2 separate regions of the Pan troglodytes genome follow, and region 1 is linked to region 2. Evidence: chromatin contacts called from public HiChIP or PLAC-seq data. All regions are on one chromosome and are shown on one strand. The core of a region is the stretch at or near the end of the contact, and the rest is flanking DNA. Distances in the headings are between cores, read along the strand shown.

Region 1 (7,827 bases), core at 4,673-7,172, 540 kb before region 2:
GTGTTCCTAGAAGTGAAATTGATAGGAAGCCTACTGCATTCCTACTTAATTTATACAAGCAGAAAACTTCTAGGTCAAATGGACGAAAGTCTAATTTGAATTATAAAAATGGAGAATCACAGCCCCTCAATCAATTTCCAGACTTGAGATGGTTTACAGACCCAGAACCCCTTGAATGAAGGGGAGTCTGGGTCCTTTTGAGGAAGGACCAGCACTCCATTACCAACTATTTATGCAGTGACTCTTTCTCCCATCCTTCCCCAAGGAGACCTCCAGTCTTTTACCAGGGTTAACTGTGCATTGGGAAAAGGGAAATGATCAGACTTTTTGAGGACTACTGGACACTGGCTGTGAACTGACGTTCATCCAAAGGGACCTTAAATGTCACTGTGGTCCTCCAGTTAAAGGAGGGGCTTATGGAGGTCAGGTAGTTAATGGAGTTTTCTATTAATCTAATCTATTCCATTAGTTCTGTCCCTCTAGTGTTCTGTCCCTCTAGCGTTCTGTCCCTCTGACTAATACAAAAGTTAAGGATAATTTTAAAATTTGTTTATGCAGACTCATCTCAGTGTCAATTATATTTCTTCAGTGATAAAGGTCATTCTTTTCATCCTGGTCCAGGGGGACTGGGGAATATATGACACTTTCACAAGAGGAAATTTATGCCCTGTTTTTAGGCAGATAAGGGGAGGGCAGAGAACTTTCCCTGCTTCTGTTGATTCGCAGTTGCCTTCAGCTCAAAATAATACTCATGCTAAAGTGGCATATTTTGGGGTGGCATATTCTGGACTCCTTCACACCATCTAGTGATCAGGAATGGAAAAGTTCATCTTACAGTGTACACAAAACTCTTATCTCTGAGAAATTCAATTCCTTTGATGGTACAATTGACCAACCTAAGACAGCATTTAGGTTTCAGCACTCCTCTGTGCATCTTTCCCTGGTATTTTCCACTCTGCAAAAAATCTTCTAAACCAGCATCTTAAGAGTATGCAGGTCGTCAGGGAGATCAAAGCTGATGCTGGCTGAGAACATCTGGGTCTAAGAATGCCAACCCAACTGTCACCACCAACTCCACTACTCGGCATTCATTATGGTGCATGGTTCTTTTAGAGGAATCAGTGCAAATATGTTATTAAAATCATCTTGCTTTCTTGAAAAACTTTGGGAACAAATTGAGTACATGGTTTTCCCACTCACAGTCCTCAGTAATCATCTTTTCTGCCTATTTTTATTTTTCAGAGACTTCTAGGAGAGGTATGGGGTGGCTTCTTAAACTTGATATGAATAGCAGCTGGAAAAAAAAAGATGCATAGAGATGTTGGTTGTGGGTATGGTAACTGTTTTGTTCTCTGCCAGATTTTATTTCTGTTGTTGTAGCAGAGAAGAAAATTAGCAACTCACTTGTTCTAGTGACTTTAGGATGTTGCATGGGAACTAAAAGCTGGGTTTTCCAAGTTTTTTTTTTTTGACTGTAAAATATTCTGTTTTATTATGAAGATCATGGTTAATTGATGGCATTATCCTTTTGCTATTTAATACAAAAATAAGCATCAAAAGAAACATTCTTGTGGCTTAATAGGCTTTTATATTTTTTTCTCCTTTTTATTTTATTGCCCTTTTAACACATGCTTGAATTCTTTCCTTTTCCATGAATGTAATGTGCCTTTTACTGCACATTGGCCCTACTCATTGTTTTCTGTGTTTCTCATTTGAGTGAAATCACTGGGCCTCAGAATTTTTGTTTGATTGTTTTCATTCTGTTCTTAGAAGGTAAAATCTTGCTTTTGAACTGTATAATATTTTCTACGTTTTATTAAGTTTTCTTACTTAGAAGTGTCATTTCATAATTAAGCACTTTAAAATTTTGGAAGGTAGCTATTTGGATGGTATAGTCCTATGTCGTTTATTATCGGTAACGGAGGGACGCGTTTACAAATTTAGACAGGATGCTCCCAGTAAGTAAAAACCATTTTTTTCCAGTTGTGAGCAGTTCTCGTGCCACAACAAGTAGAACTATTCCAGATTAACACTTATTTGCCTGGGTTCTGGTAAGAGAATAAAATAGGTTAGCTACAGTCTCAGGAACACATGAGAAATAAGATGAACTTCGGGCATAAAAGAAGGAAGGAAGGAGTGAAAGAGAAAAGAAAAGAAAAGAAAGGAAGGAAGGAGGGGAAGGGAAGGGAGAAAAGAAAGGAAAGAAAGAAAAGAAAGGAAAGGGAAGGAAGGAAGGAGAAAGGAAGGAAAAAAGACAAAAGCAAATACAAATAGCTAAGGAAAGAAAAGGCTACCGTTCTTTTAGCAAAATTCGTCAAAGTCTATTAGGGAAACCTTCATGCAGAAGGACATATTTGCAGTTTGCTTTTTAATCTAGAGTCTCTGAAATAGGATTACTAGATAAAATATAGAATGTGCAGTTAAATTAGAATTTCTGATAAGCTACAAATAATTTTTTGGTAAAAATGTGTCCAAATGCTTCTTGGGACATCCCAAAAAATTGTCCATTGCTGCTCTGAAATTTAAATTTGACTGGGTGCCCTGTATTTGTATTTGCTATATCTAGTAACTCTATTTTGGATAAATTAAGTGGGATATTAGTTTTTTGGTTCTTTGGAAAATACTCATACTCCTTAAGTTTACTGCGGCCCCCACCTCTTCTGCGAACTCTGTTGGGATTTTCTTCACTCTCTGGTGGCTTCTTTTAGCCTTGCCTGGATGGCACACTTGTTTACAAAATGGCTTCTTACAGTTTAGTGTGTGTGCAGGTCACTCAGACATCCTGTTAAAATCCAAATTTTGATGCAGGGGTCCTGGGGTGGGACCTGAGTCTGAATTTTAACAAATCCCAGGTGATGCTGATGTTGCTAATCTTTGGGTTGCATTTTGAGCAAAGTGTCTAGACCTAAGTCTTTGGCTGGCCATGGTGGCTCACGCCTGTAATCCCAGCACTTTGGAAGGCCGAGGCAGGCAGATCACTTGAGGTCAGGAGTTCAAGACCAGCCCGACCAACATGGTAAAACCCTGTTTCTACTAAAAATACAAAAATTTGCCGGGCATGGTAGTGCATGCCTGTAGTCCCAGCTACTCAGGAAGCTGAGACAGGAGAATTGCTTGAACCTAGGAGACAGAGATTGCAGTGAGCCGAGATTGTGCCACTGTACTCCAGTTTGGGCAAGAGAGCGAGATCCTGTTAAAAAAAAAAAAAAAAAAAAAGACCCAAGTTCTCATTTCAACTAATCATAAATAAAACTATAAAACGATCATAAAATATTTCTCTATGCTTACTTTTTTAATTTTTGTGGGTTCTTTATGCTTTCAGTTTGCCAGAGAAAATGCTAAATGTTATGCCTTTTGTTAATGGAAGAAAACTGTATTAGGTTGTGAGAAAGTTCTGGAAAAGCACATGTGATTTATTCCAGGAATTGGTTATTAGATTGTTCATTCTTTCACATTTCTGGAAGGACCCAGATGTGTCATTAGAATAATCACATGATTGTATTTGGTTAACAGGCCATCCCAGGAGCCAAGTCCTAAAATGTATCTGTTACCAAGCATGAACACCCTGCTCCAAGTAATTTTTTAAAATAACACTGAACCTTGTTATGGAAGAGCATGTTGAAATGATTTCAGCATCTGCCTAAAAGGGCTCAAAAAGTCTTTTTAAAATGAAAATCCCAGATTAATTTCTGAAGTTTTTTGTTGTCGGGTATTTTGAGCCTTACAGTGGCAAAACCCCAGTGAAGGAGGGGTGATGCCTGTCACTCAGGAGCGCCTTTATTCTTACCACGGCTCCTGCCTAATTCCCATCACCTGGCCCACAAGCAGCGGGCTTCTCTCTTGCACTGGATGAAAACGCTGGGGATTAAATCATCCCCGTGTGGGAAGCATCCTGTCTGCTGGTGACCCCCCGCCACTACTGTGCTGAGAGTCGGGCAGCCAAAGATGTGTTGACAGGGTGTGTGTCTGCTTCTTCTCCCAGCGTCTGATGTGGCTTCGGTGTCAGACATGGGGCAGACAGGGAGGGGGAGGAAGCTGGCACAGAGGAACAGGGGACGGGAACAACTGCTAGACAACTCTTCTGGCAGAAACTTAACTGTTAAAACTTTTGCTGTCAGAGGGAATTTTGAGAAATGAAGCTGGCTAAATGATGAGTTGAAAATGTGTTTCCTTTGAGAGTTGAATGCCATCTTATTGGAGACTCTTTGGACTGAGGTTTGGATGGTTTGAGGTCCACCTCTCTCCCTGTTGGGAATCTCTTAAGACCCAAATAAAAATGAGGGTTGTTTTTTATTGTTTTGAATACACAGAAACCCATGGAATAGGAGAAACTGTGCAAAAGGGGCAGTTAAAAAGTCATCTCCAAGGTTAGATGAGAGTATTGTGTCAATGATCATTTCCTGACTGTGATAACTGCACGGAGCTTATGTAAGAGCATGTCCTTCTTAGGACATACACACTGAAGTGTTTAGTAGAGAGGCATCTTGTCTGTAATTTACTCTCAAATGATTCATAAGGTAGAAAATGACAGAGCAAAAATAACAAAATGTTAATAATTGAGAAATCTGGTGAAGACATAAAGGAGACCTTTGTGGTATTTTGTAATTTTTTGTAAGTTTGAAATTATTTCCAGATAAAAAGGTCTTTAAAAAAAAGTCATATAATTTCTGCAGAATGCTGTTTGCTGTCCAGCCTGGTCCCTCGTATCACCTCCTTTCTGGAATTCCTAGAGCACGTGCCTCTTGCCTTCACAGCCAACACGGAGCTGAGGCTGCTCAGTTCATCTCCGGGAATTTGTGTCATAGCTCCCGGGCTGGCGGGTAAAACCCAGGGGGAATGGGCTATCTCACGGAGTCTCAGAATCTAGCACAATGAAAACCATCAATAAACATTCTTTTTTTATTTTTTATTTTTATTTTTTTGGCTGATGCTCAAACAACCTTTCCCTTCGTTGTGATTTGCTTATGGGAAAGGGAAATCTCTAGCAACATATGGCTAATAGAATTATCTAAATTACTAGGTGTGTGTGTACTGGAGGAGAGTTTACACATTGTCCGCCATCCCACAGTAGGGCTAATTCACACATCTCTCAGTGGGGGCTCACTTACTCCTAGAATGTACACTATCTTCCTGGGTAGAGAATCAAGCACTTTCAAAACAGCTTGATTCCACAAAGAAGGGCGCTGAACCACAAAGAGGATAAATGACTGGGGGATATACAATAAAAGGAACAGAAAAAGAGTTAACACTCAATTTGTATCAATTTGATGACTTTCCATGATCCCAAGAAAGATACCTTTAATCTCCTCCTCTTTTCATACAAGAAAATTCTTGAAAATCTTTAGTTTCAGCTTATCACGAAATGTAGTAATTTTTCCTATAAATGCTAAGAAGCTTAAAGTATTTTAAGTCTATGAAATTAACAACTTAAGGTGTTCTTTGACGTGATTTCCATGCAGGATGAATACTCCCCATGCACATTAATTTCAATATCGTAAGCTGTCTTCTTCCTTTCTCACCAAAATTGAGGTGGTCAAAATGAATCATTTGGGGAATTTTTAACCTCAGAGATCTCTAGGAGCATGTAAACTCTCCAAGATCAGCATTTGTCTTTTCTTTGGGGTAGAAACATTTAGTTTGGTTTAGAGTTGTCTTTTTTAGATTTCTAGAGTGTTTAGATAATTCAGTTTTTTCCTTAGAATGTACTAGGCTTTTTGAAGAATAGGGGTTTACAATTCTGCTTTAGAGCTTACTAACTCGCTGTTACTTCTATCTGTACTAAATTGCTGGTCATTGTTTTTTAAGGTGCTCTGTTTATACTTTCTGAGCTTTCTTACCATGAACTCTTAGTCTATCTCGTTCCTCACTAAGGAAGAGTCATTTGTTGCTCAGAGCCCCCTCTGCAGTTACACGTTCCCATGCAGGAGGTGGGAGTACAGGGCTTCTGGGAGGGCTGATAGATGCTGCAGGCTTCTCATTAGGAGACAAGACAGCATTGGAACGCAGGAGAGCAGTGGGGAGGGGCTGGAGGATCTGGGAGCATTAAATAGCTCTCTGAGTGAGAACAATTAGCGATGTAAGTGTCTTCTTGAAAATGAACTGCTTTGGGGTGAGATTACTTACAAGCACCATCATCCCAGCTAAAATCTCCATAAAGAGTTCCGCAGTTCTGAGAAGTCATCTTTAGAGACGATGCTTATTGGAATTCATAGATAGTATTTCATTTTGTACTCTCTGAAATTAGGTAATGTTCTGGTCACTCCAGAGCCTTTAAAAATGGCCCCAATCCCAAGGGCTTTCATGAAGGGAAAGTCTGGAAGTGCAGGGCTACAAATGCGTGGCTATTTGTGATTATTTATTTTAAGTCAGCATCACCATCAGCATCTTTTTTTTTTTTTCCCTCTAAACTGGATGTAACGTTTCCCTTTTCATTATCAAGAAATGAGCAATGCTTTCAACATAGCAAAAGTACAATATGATTTTTTTTACTTCTAATTTTAAAATATAAAATTGAACTTTTTAAAAAAGTATTTTTTCATCTAATTGATTTAACTTACCAAATTTCATTTTAATAAGCCCAAGAGGGGAGAGAGATAGGTGACATTTTCTGATAACATATTGACACAGAAGCCCTGGAGAAGTGCTGGTGTTATTTTTACTTGTTTACATACAGGAAATATATTGTATAGCCCGTGGAACATCAGTTGAGATGGGATAGATTTCTGAGTTTTGAGGAAAAAAAATCACCTTTTGCTGAAATATTGACACAGTTTTAATGTGGTTTTGACTTTTTATTTTAATTATATTTAAATACAGCATTTTATCAAATAAAATGAAGCCTGACACATTTTTCAAACTATTTCCTGTTTTGACACTTTATGTAGGAAGAGCTTCCAGTGCTTTCAATATGTAGAAAATGTGCATAACATTGATAATTATATCTACTCAAAGTTTTCAGTGACCATTGGAAAGAGCTGAAACAGCCCTGTGATTTATCAGGTGCTTCGGATAATGTAACGATCATAAACCTACAACCCAGTCCATAAAGCACTATATCTGTCTGGCCCAGATAATTGTTTCTAAAGTATTTCTAAAACACTTGTTTAAAACCCTCCCAAGACATTGATATATTTTTGAATATCATATTCGTTTTATTTTTAATATTATGACATTAATTTAGACTTTACTAGTACTTCAATACCTTATTATAAATTGATTGGCAGATGAAAAGGGCACTTAAATACTTATTAAACAACGTTGTACTTTTCAAAGTACGTCTTGGCTCCATATACACAAAGCTATGCCAATTCTTGAGCCCAAGTCTGGCCTGAGGCATGGACTGCTCTGAATGGCCAGGCTGCTGTCAGGGCCCATAGGAAAATAGGGATAAGTGGGATCAGTCCCAGCCAATGTGGTTAGTCTGAGGGTGGGTGAGAGGTGGTTTCTAAAGGAAAATATTTGCATTATAACAACGAGGTGGTTTCTAAAGGAAAATATTTGCATTATAACAACAACAACAACAACAACAACAGGGAAATGGGTGCTGAGTAGGCAAAACCAACAGGTGTCCATTTGGTCAGAAAAAGTTTTTTATTTATTTTATTTATTTATTTTTTGAGACGGAGTCTCGCTCTTTTACCCAGGCTGGAGTGCAGTGGCACGATGTCGGCTCACTGCAAGCTCCACCTCCCGGGTTCACGCCATTCTCCTGCCTCAGCCTCCCGAGTAGCTGGGACTACAGGCGCCCGCCACCACGCCTGGCTAATTTTTTGTATTTTTAGTAGAGACGGGATTTCACCATATTAGCCAGGATGGTCTCGATCTCCT
Region 2 (7,586 bases), core at 4,985-7,484:
AAAGTTTTTAATAGTTACCAATCACAGTTTTCAAAATCCACTCATTTTTGCCCTTGTTTTTGGGTTTAAAAAATCCTGGCATTTTCCTCAGAATTGCTGAACTATTAGGTGTGTAGATGAACTTGTGTTTTCTTGCTCTCCGACTCCAATTTCTTAGACTCAGACATGGAAAAGCTTCTCTGGGTGTCAAGAGAGAATTTCCAGGGTGCGTGGTTCCGCTGGGTGTGCTGTCTGGTCAGTCTTACCGTTGTGGATTCCACACCCCCACCCCACTGCCCCAACACCTATTAAAGCTGAGCTGACGTAACTTCAGGATACATTTATTATTTCTTACCTTATCATTCACAATTAGTGCAAATGATTATTTCTCTGCCTTGCTCTTTAAAAAGAAAAGTCTTCATGGAGTCATTTTATCTACTTGTGAACCACAATCTCGTTTTTTTTTGGATGCTCCTTTGAGACTATACATATTTAATTCCTTTAATATTTCATCATAGAGCAGTCCTTCAGAACCTCTTATTTTAGTTGTTCCTTTTACTTTGGCAAAAATATAAGACTAAAGAAGCTGCAAATCTTGTTTTCCTGCCTATTTAAACAGCATCTAGAAATCTGAAATAATTGTCTCCTTTCTTATTTTAAAAGTTTTTTAAAAAAAAAACAGCATACTAAATATTGTGGCATGGAGTTGAAAGCTTTAGGTCTGCAGCATTTGAAATGCTCAAATCCTGTCTTTAAAGAACAGTATTCCCTCTTTGTGACTCAGTGCTGTTATCAATATACAAGGCTGATAGAGTAATTTCAAATTCACAACATTATATGTAGATATTCAAAGGAAAGAAAAAGAGCTTCATGTGACTTTGCTTAATGGGTTTACCTATAGTTGTAAATGTATACAGTAAGTGATCCATATTTGGGAATTATCATGTAACAATTATTTCTAATAATAATTGATATAATCTATTAGAACTTGTGAGAGGTTTCGATGTAAATAATTTGCCTGCCTAGCAGAGAGAAGGGAAGGAGAGTAAGCAGGGGAAAATGTTTCTAAAATGTCCTATCATTGGAAGTAAATGATCATAAATGTTTTTGCATTAAGTTAGGGTTTGGTTTTAATTTTCCCTTGAATTCTAATGTTCCTACACCTTCCAAATATATTTTAAATCTTCATTAAATAAATCACATTTTAATCACACACGGAGCTTAAAAGAGGTGATTCTACGACAGATATTCAGTATTAGCTAGTGAAGGTGAACATTGGTTGAAGGTACCTAAAACCACGTGCATAAGGAACAGTTTATTTCTTATTTGGTGATTTACTATTTCAAGTCATTTTTGTGTCAAAGCTATAAAAATCTCCAGTGCTAAAAAGTGTAAGAAGCATTGAGCTAGCAAAAAAAAAAAAAAAAAGTCGGGGGAAAGTTAATTTTTAAACTTGCATTACTTTTATTTTCCTACTTTCTGTTATTTCAGAATGCATACTTGGAATGAATCCTTCTAGAGACGTCCACGGTATGTTAAATTCCAAGTTATATTTTTAAATAAAATACACACCTTCATAGATGTGTATATGATTTTACATCTATGTATCTCTATGTATAACTTCTGATATAATTTAACCAAATAATTAAGGCTGTTTCTGCTGATTCCAATATACTTAAAAGCAGTTCTCCATATTGTAAATGTTATACCATATAAAATATTTCAATGAAAGCTTAAATGATACCCTCAGTTCTACAGCGTTTGCCAGAGGTGCATTCTGATGCTATTAAATGCCTCTATACAACTCTCTAAAAACAAAACAGAGCTTGGCTTCCCTCACAGCCCAGCTTATGACCTGTGTTATAGCAGTGGTAATGCAAGATTTTTATGAGAGTAAAATGTTTGCTAAGCATTCCTAAATTTTAAAAAGATTAATTTTAAAATGTCCTCAGCTTGCTACTTGTGAGGTACACAATGGGTTTATGAAGTGAAAGTGAAATCATCACACATTAACCATAGCATCCCACAGAAACATTCAGATGGAGGAAGGATGTAATGGAAGAACTCAGGGCTCTCCTCCCCCTTCTCATAGTAATTAGATTTGAAAAGTGAAGTAATCTCAAAGCCACTTCAGAAGAAAAACATGTTTAATTAAATTCCAATGTTCAAAACTGGATAGTGTGTATGGCAGGTGATTTGTACATACATGTTACTCTTCATCAAAATTGTTTTCCATCCCTGTGACATCAATACAAACTGCAGCTATTTGGTTCCAAACCATAGCGAGATACATTCTATTTTTAAAATGTAAATGGTCATTTAAAATAGAAATAATTCTTTTAGACGTATTGCATTTTTACAAATGTGATTTTGGAAATATATTGCTCGCAAAGGGTAATTTTAAGAGAATTGTTGAGATTCCAATCCCATCTTTATGCATATTTTGGGGAGGCTTTTGAAAGAGCAAAAATGTAAAAGATTTAGTTATCTTCTGAGACCACCTATAGTTCTTTACCTAAAGTTGTAGAAGAAAAACGTCAATGCACTGTTACTGTTTTCCAATGAAATTATTTTTCTTCCAACTAACCAAGCAGTACTTTTTAAATCCACTGCAGAAATTTACATTTCATTCCTGTTGTGAGCCGTTTTCAATTCTCCTCCCTCCCTCTCCCCGCAACAAAATTTGGAAAAATCTGTCACGTAGCATCCGCCCAACGTATCGCTTCGTTGTATTTTTTTTAAAATTTTGCATTATGACAAAAGTAAATTCTAGCATTACTCCAGGGAAACACTGGGAATGAACCTGGTAATGTTTCCTTTCCTTTCTCCCTTAGGCAAAGGAAGGGGAATTCTGTATTGTCGCTAAAATGAGCGCTCTTGGTGGAAAGGAATTCCTCACTTCGTACACGCTGTGGCTGTCCTTGAAAGTGCAGGCTCCGTAAAATGCCCGGCCGACTAAGGGGTTCCCTTTCCCCGGAGCCCCTGCCTCTTTCCATTCATTTTAGATCCTCAGTAAGGAAGGGCAGAGGTTGGTCTGTTTCTTGTTTTCAAGAGGGCACCGCGCTGCGCAGTTAACAGCCTGCGCCGCTCCGGGGAAACCCAAATGTCCCGCGATCCCATCGAGTCAAGGAGCAAAAGCTGTGATTGCTATCAGCTTTTTGTCGGGCTTCAAACTCAGGGTTTATCGGTTGAAACTCCTAGCTGAGCAGCTCCCACGACGCTGCCTCTGAAGGCTAAACTCGGTGCATGCAAGGCTGGGACCAACTTTCCTTACTCGATAAAGGAACTTGACTCCCTCCTGGGAGACCGCAGCCCGAGTCCGACTCGCAGCCCCCGTCGCGGGGTTTAGGGTTTTAGGCAAGCGGCCCGAGACCCAGAGGAGCCTGCCTGGACCTTTCCGAGGGGCAAATCACCCGAGTCTGCTATTTCCCCTGGAGTCAAAAGCCTACTTTTGGAGCCGCCACACCCTCGTGCCCCCTCCCGCATCTCGGGGGTCCCGGGGGATGCACTTGGGGGTGGCCCCAGGAGCCCTGGGTGGGATCTCGGGGAAGTGCATTGGAGACCAGGCGAAAAGGTTTCCCTTGCCCAGAACTTGCCTCTAGAGCGGGCCGCGTCCGAACCCGCAGGCAAAGGCGCTGCGGCCCCTGCGGGCGGGCGGGCGCGCGCGATGCACTCTGCTCAGGGACAGAGTTAGAAAGAGGACGTTTGGGCGCGGGGAGGGGGGGATTTACAACTGGAATTAGGCTTTAAAAAATCATTTTAAAAGAAAAATGTAGTAAGTTTTCTTTCCGAGACCCCAGGTCCATTAAAACAAAACTGAACTCGGGTGCTGGCAGTGCCCAGGGGGAGCGGAGGCGGAGAGGGTTGAGGCCGCGGGCCGCCCGCCTTAGCCCCGGAAGCCCGGGCTCCTGAAGCACAGACAGCCAAGAGCGGCCCGAGTCAAACCCCAGGAACAGGGGCTTCGGGAAGAGACCCCGACCGGGCCGCACAGCGGGGAGTCCCGGTCCGAGAGTCCCCACCTGGCCGGCTGCGACTCTATATTGGAACCTCGGAAACGCGCCTTGGCCGTTCCAGCTCAAGTGGGCTCTGGGGCGGCTTCCTGTCTTTTATCCTCGAACGCTAGTTCTTCCCGGGCGACCCGAAGGCCACGAGGCGGGCCGCACAGCCCCGCGCCGTCGGGGGCGTGCCGGGAGCACCGGGGACTGCGCGCGGCGTCCAGGGAGGGCGGCTGCTGCCCCCTGGCGTCCGCCAGAGCCCGCGGCGCGTCCCGACAGCTCCGCGCAGTCCGGGCCCGCCCGGGAAAGGCCTCCACGCCAGCCAACCCCGGCCCCCTCCTGCGTCCGGGCCCGCGGCAACGCCCGGGGACAGTCCCTGCGCGGCAGCGGCCACAGCACCCTAGCCCTGGGGGAGGGAGGAGCGGGCGTCATGGGCCCTGTGAGGTCGGCGAGGGACCCCCGCGCGGGGGAGCTTAATTGAGGGGCTCCGCGGGGACCACAAAACAGCCTGCGGTGGAACGGGGCCGGGATCCGGGGACTGGGTTGCAGCCCCGGGGTGGATGAGAGGCCCCGGGAGGTGCAGGGCCCGGCAGGGAGGGCGTGGAGGGACTCATGGTGACGGGAGCAGCCTCCGCTGGGAGGGAGCCCCGCCGGGTGGGGTCGGAGTTGGCAGCGCACGCCGGGCCGGGGGCGGGGCCCTCCGAGCTCCGCGAAAATGCCCGCAGCACCGCGGGGACCGGCGCAGGGGGAAGCGGCCGCCCGCACGCGAAGCCGGGGTGGGTTCCGCACCTGGGGCCGCTCGAGCGCGCGGGGGCGGGGAGAGGAGCGGGGGCCGCTTCCGGGGAGCCGGAGGGGAGACGCGGGGCCCGGGCAGGCTGTCCAGCTGTTGCGGGTGCCGGCGCTACAAGGCCCGGGAGCGAGCCGCGCGGCTCCTTTCAACTTTCCTTCCAGCCGCGCGTTCTTGGGGTCTTTCGTGACTAGGAAACTCCTCGCGGGCCGCTGGCGCACGCAGCAAGTGAGGCGCGCGGAGGGATCGAGCCGCGGCCCGGGCGCAGCGGTAAAAAACACCCATTACAGAAACCGACCCGAGGGAAGACGCTGAGAGCAAACGGCACGCGCGGATGCCGTCCGGCCTCATGCAAGGAATCAGCGCCGCTTCGCCGCAGCTGCCAGCCGGACGGTGCAGGAGCGCGGAGTGGCTCCCCCGGGCCCCGCGGCCAAATTGCACCCCCGCCCTGGAAGCGGAGGCCTGGCCCTGGGCGGCCGCGCAGGATCTGGGGCCGTCCGCGGGCTGCAGCCCCGGTTCGGGAGCCTCGTGGCGGCCACTGCGCCTGCCTGCAGCGGCTCGCGGGGCCAGGCCTCTCCGGGTGCGGCGCGCCGGCCGGGTCCTCCTCGGGCCGGCGGGGCCTGCTTTCTTTTTCCAGGTCTCCGGACCGTGGCCACGCGCGGAACCGCACAAGCCTGCGTGTGGCTGCGGAAAGAGGTCCGCACGCGGGCGGGGCCCCGGGCCAGCATGCAGGCTTGGATGCGGGGCGCGGGGGTGGCCTCCGACTCCCCGCTCGGGCTGCGTACAGTAGCGCGCGGCACGGCGGCGGGGGCGCGCGGGCCAATTCCAGGGGCCGGCGGCGGCGAGCCGCGCCCTGGCTGATACCGGAAAGGCCTGTGATTGGCCACGGCCGCCCCTATGCAAACGAGCTGAGGGAATGGAATTCCTCCGGCCGGGCTTACAGTAAAAGCACGTTCATTTCCAGGCACTCTCATTCATAGAGCCAGCGGGCGCGGGCGGGACGGGCGCCCCGCGGCCGGACCCAGCCAGGGCACCACGCTGCCCGGCCCTGCGCCGCCAGGCACTTCTTTCCGGGGCTCCTAGGGACGCCAGAAGGAAGTCAACCTCTGCTGCTTCTCCTTGGCCTGCGTTGGACCTTCCTTTTTTTTGTTATTTTTTTGTTTTTCCCTTTTCTTCCTTTTGAATTAACTGGCTTCTTGGCTGGATGTTTTCAGCTTCTTTCCTGGCTGCGAACTTTTCCCCGATTGTTTTCCTTTTACAACAGGGGGAGAAAGTGCTCTGTGGTCCGAGGCGAGCCGTGAAGTTGCGTGTGCGTGGCAGGGTGCGTGGCAGGATGTGCGTGCGTGTGTAACCCGAGCCGCCCGATCTGTTTCGATCTGCGCCGCGGAGCCCTCCCTCAAGGCCCGCTCCACCTGCTGCGGTTACGCGGCGCTCGTGGGTGTTCGTGCCTCGGAGCAGCTAACCGGCGGGTGCTGGGCGACGGTGGAGGAGTATCGTCTCGCTGCTGCCCGAGTCAGGGCTGAGTCACCCAGCTGATGTAGACAGTGGCTGCCTTCCGAAGAGTGCGTGTTTGCATGTGTGTGACTCTGCGGCTGCTCAACTCCCAACAAACCAGAGGACCATCCACAAACTTAACCAACATACCCAAACCCGAGTTCACAGATGTGGGAGAGCTGTAGTACCCTGAGTGTCATCGACTGGGCCTTCTTATGATTGTTGTTTTAAGATTAGCTGAAGATCTCTGAAACGCTGAATTTTCTGCACTGAGCGTTTTGACAGAATTCATTGAGAGAACAGAGAACATGACACGTACTTCTAGCTCAGCACTGCTCCAACTACTGAAGCTGATTTTCAAGGCTACTTAAAAAAATCTGCAGCGTACAGTAATGGATTTCTGTGGTGTTTAAATTCTCCACAGATTGTATTGTAAATATTTTATGAAGTAGAGCATATGTATATATTTATATATACGTGCACATACATTAGTAGCACGACCTTTGGAAGTCGCAGCTCTTGCTTTTCGGGACTGAAGCCAGTTTTGCATGATAAAAGTGGCCTTGTTACGGGAGATAATTGTGTTCTGTTGGGACTTTAGACAAAACTCACCTGCAAAAAACTGACAGGCATTAACTACTGGAACTTCCAAATAATGTGTTTGCTGATCGTTTTACTCTTCACATAAATATTTTAGGAAGTGTATGAGAATTTTGCCTTCAGGAACTTTTCTGACAGCCAAAGACAGAACTTAACCTCAGCAAGCAAGATTCGAAGAAGATAGTCTCCACTTTTTAATGCACTAAGCAATCGGTTGCTAGGATCCCATCCTGGGTCGGAGGCCGATCCGCAGAACCAGAACGTTTTCCCCTCCTGGACTGTTAGTAACTTAGTCTCCCTCCTCCCCTAACCACCCCCGCCCCCCCCCCCACCCCCCGCAGTAATAAAGGCGCCTGAACGTGTATGTTGGTCTCCCGGGAGCTGCTTGCTGAAGATCCGCGCCCCTGTCGCCGTCTGGTAGGAGCTGTTTGCAGGGTCCTAACTCAATCGGCTTGTTGTGATGCGTATCCCCGTAGATGCCAGCACGAGCCGCCGCTTCACGCCGCCTTCCACCGCGCTGAGCCCAGGCAAGATGAGCGAGGCGTTGCCGCTGGGCGCCCCGGACGCCGGCGCTGCCCTGGCCGGCAAGCTGAGGAGCGGCGACCGCAGCATGGTGGAGGTGCTGGCCGACCACCCGGGCGAGCTGGTGCGCACCGACAGCCCCAACTTCCTCTGCTCCGTGCTGCCTACGCACTGGCGCTGCAACAAGACCCTGCCCATCGCTTTCAAGG

Evidence for each region. HiChIP or PLAC-seq counts read pairs in DNA pulled down with a chosen protein or histone mark.
Region 1: an H3K4me3 HiChIP or PLAC-seq map of stem cell-derived excitatory neurons shows a contact between it and region 2, with 10 times the contacts expected there. The contact joins two enhancer-like sites. A contact is called at or near these places in 1 of 7 Hi-C or Micro-C datasets (stem cell-derived neural progenitor cells) and 1 of 1 datasets of contacts at active chromatin or transcription factors (stem cell-derived excitatory neurons).

What each region holds. Positions count from the first base shown.
Region 1 is chr22:36,143,951-36,151,777 of NHGRI_mPanTro3-v2.0_pri, reverse strand. The region is part of intron 4 of LOC134809253 (a long non-coding RNA gene); the gene reads left to right. Among named protein-coding and RNA genes, the nearest start is that of MIR802, 290 kb to the left of the region's middle. Within about 2 kb of position 5,922, at least 2 of the 24 cell types and tissues checked have an H3K27ac peak or open chromatin away from gene starts, as enhancers often do. A contact at or near this core is called in stem cell-derived excitatory neurons, where this site is marked.
Region 2 is chr22:35,599,984-35,607,569 of NHGRI_mPanTro3-v2.0_pri, reverse strand. It overlaps RUNX1 (RUNX family transcription factor 1), which reads left to right. Exons shown (of 9, transcript XM_016938507.4): 3 at 1,471-1,509; 4 at 7,332-7,585. Among named protein-coding and RNA genes, the nearest start is that of RUNX1, 180 kb to the left of the region's middle. Within about 2 kb of position 6,234, at least 18 of the 24 cell types and tissues checked have an H3K27ac peak or open chromatin away from gene starts, as enhancers often do. A contact at or near this core is called in stem cell-derived excitatory neurons, where this site is marked.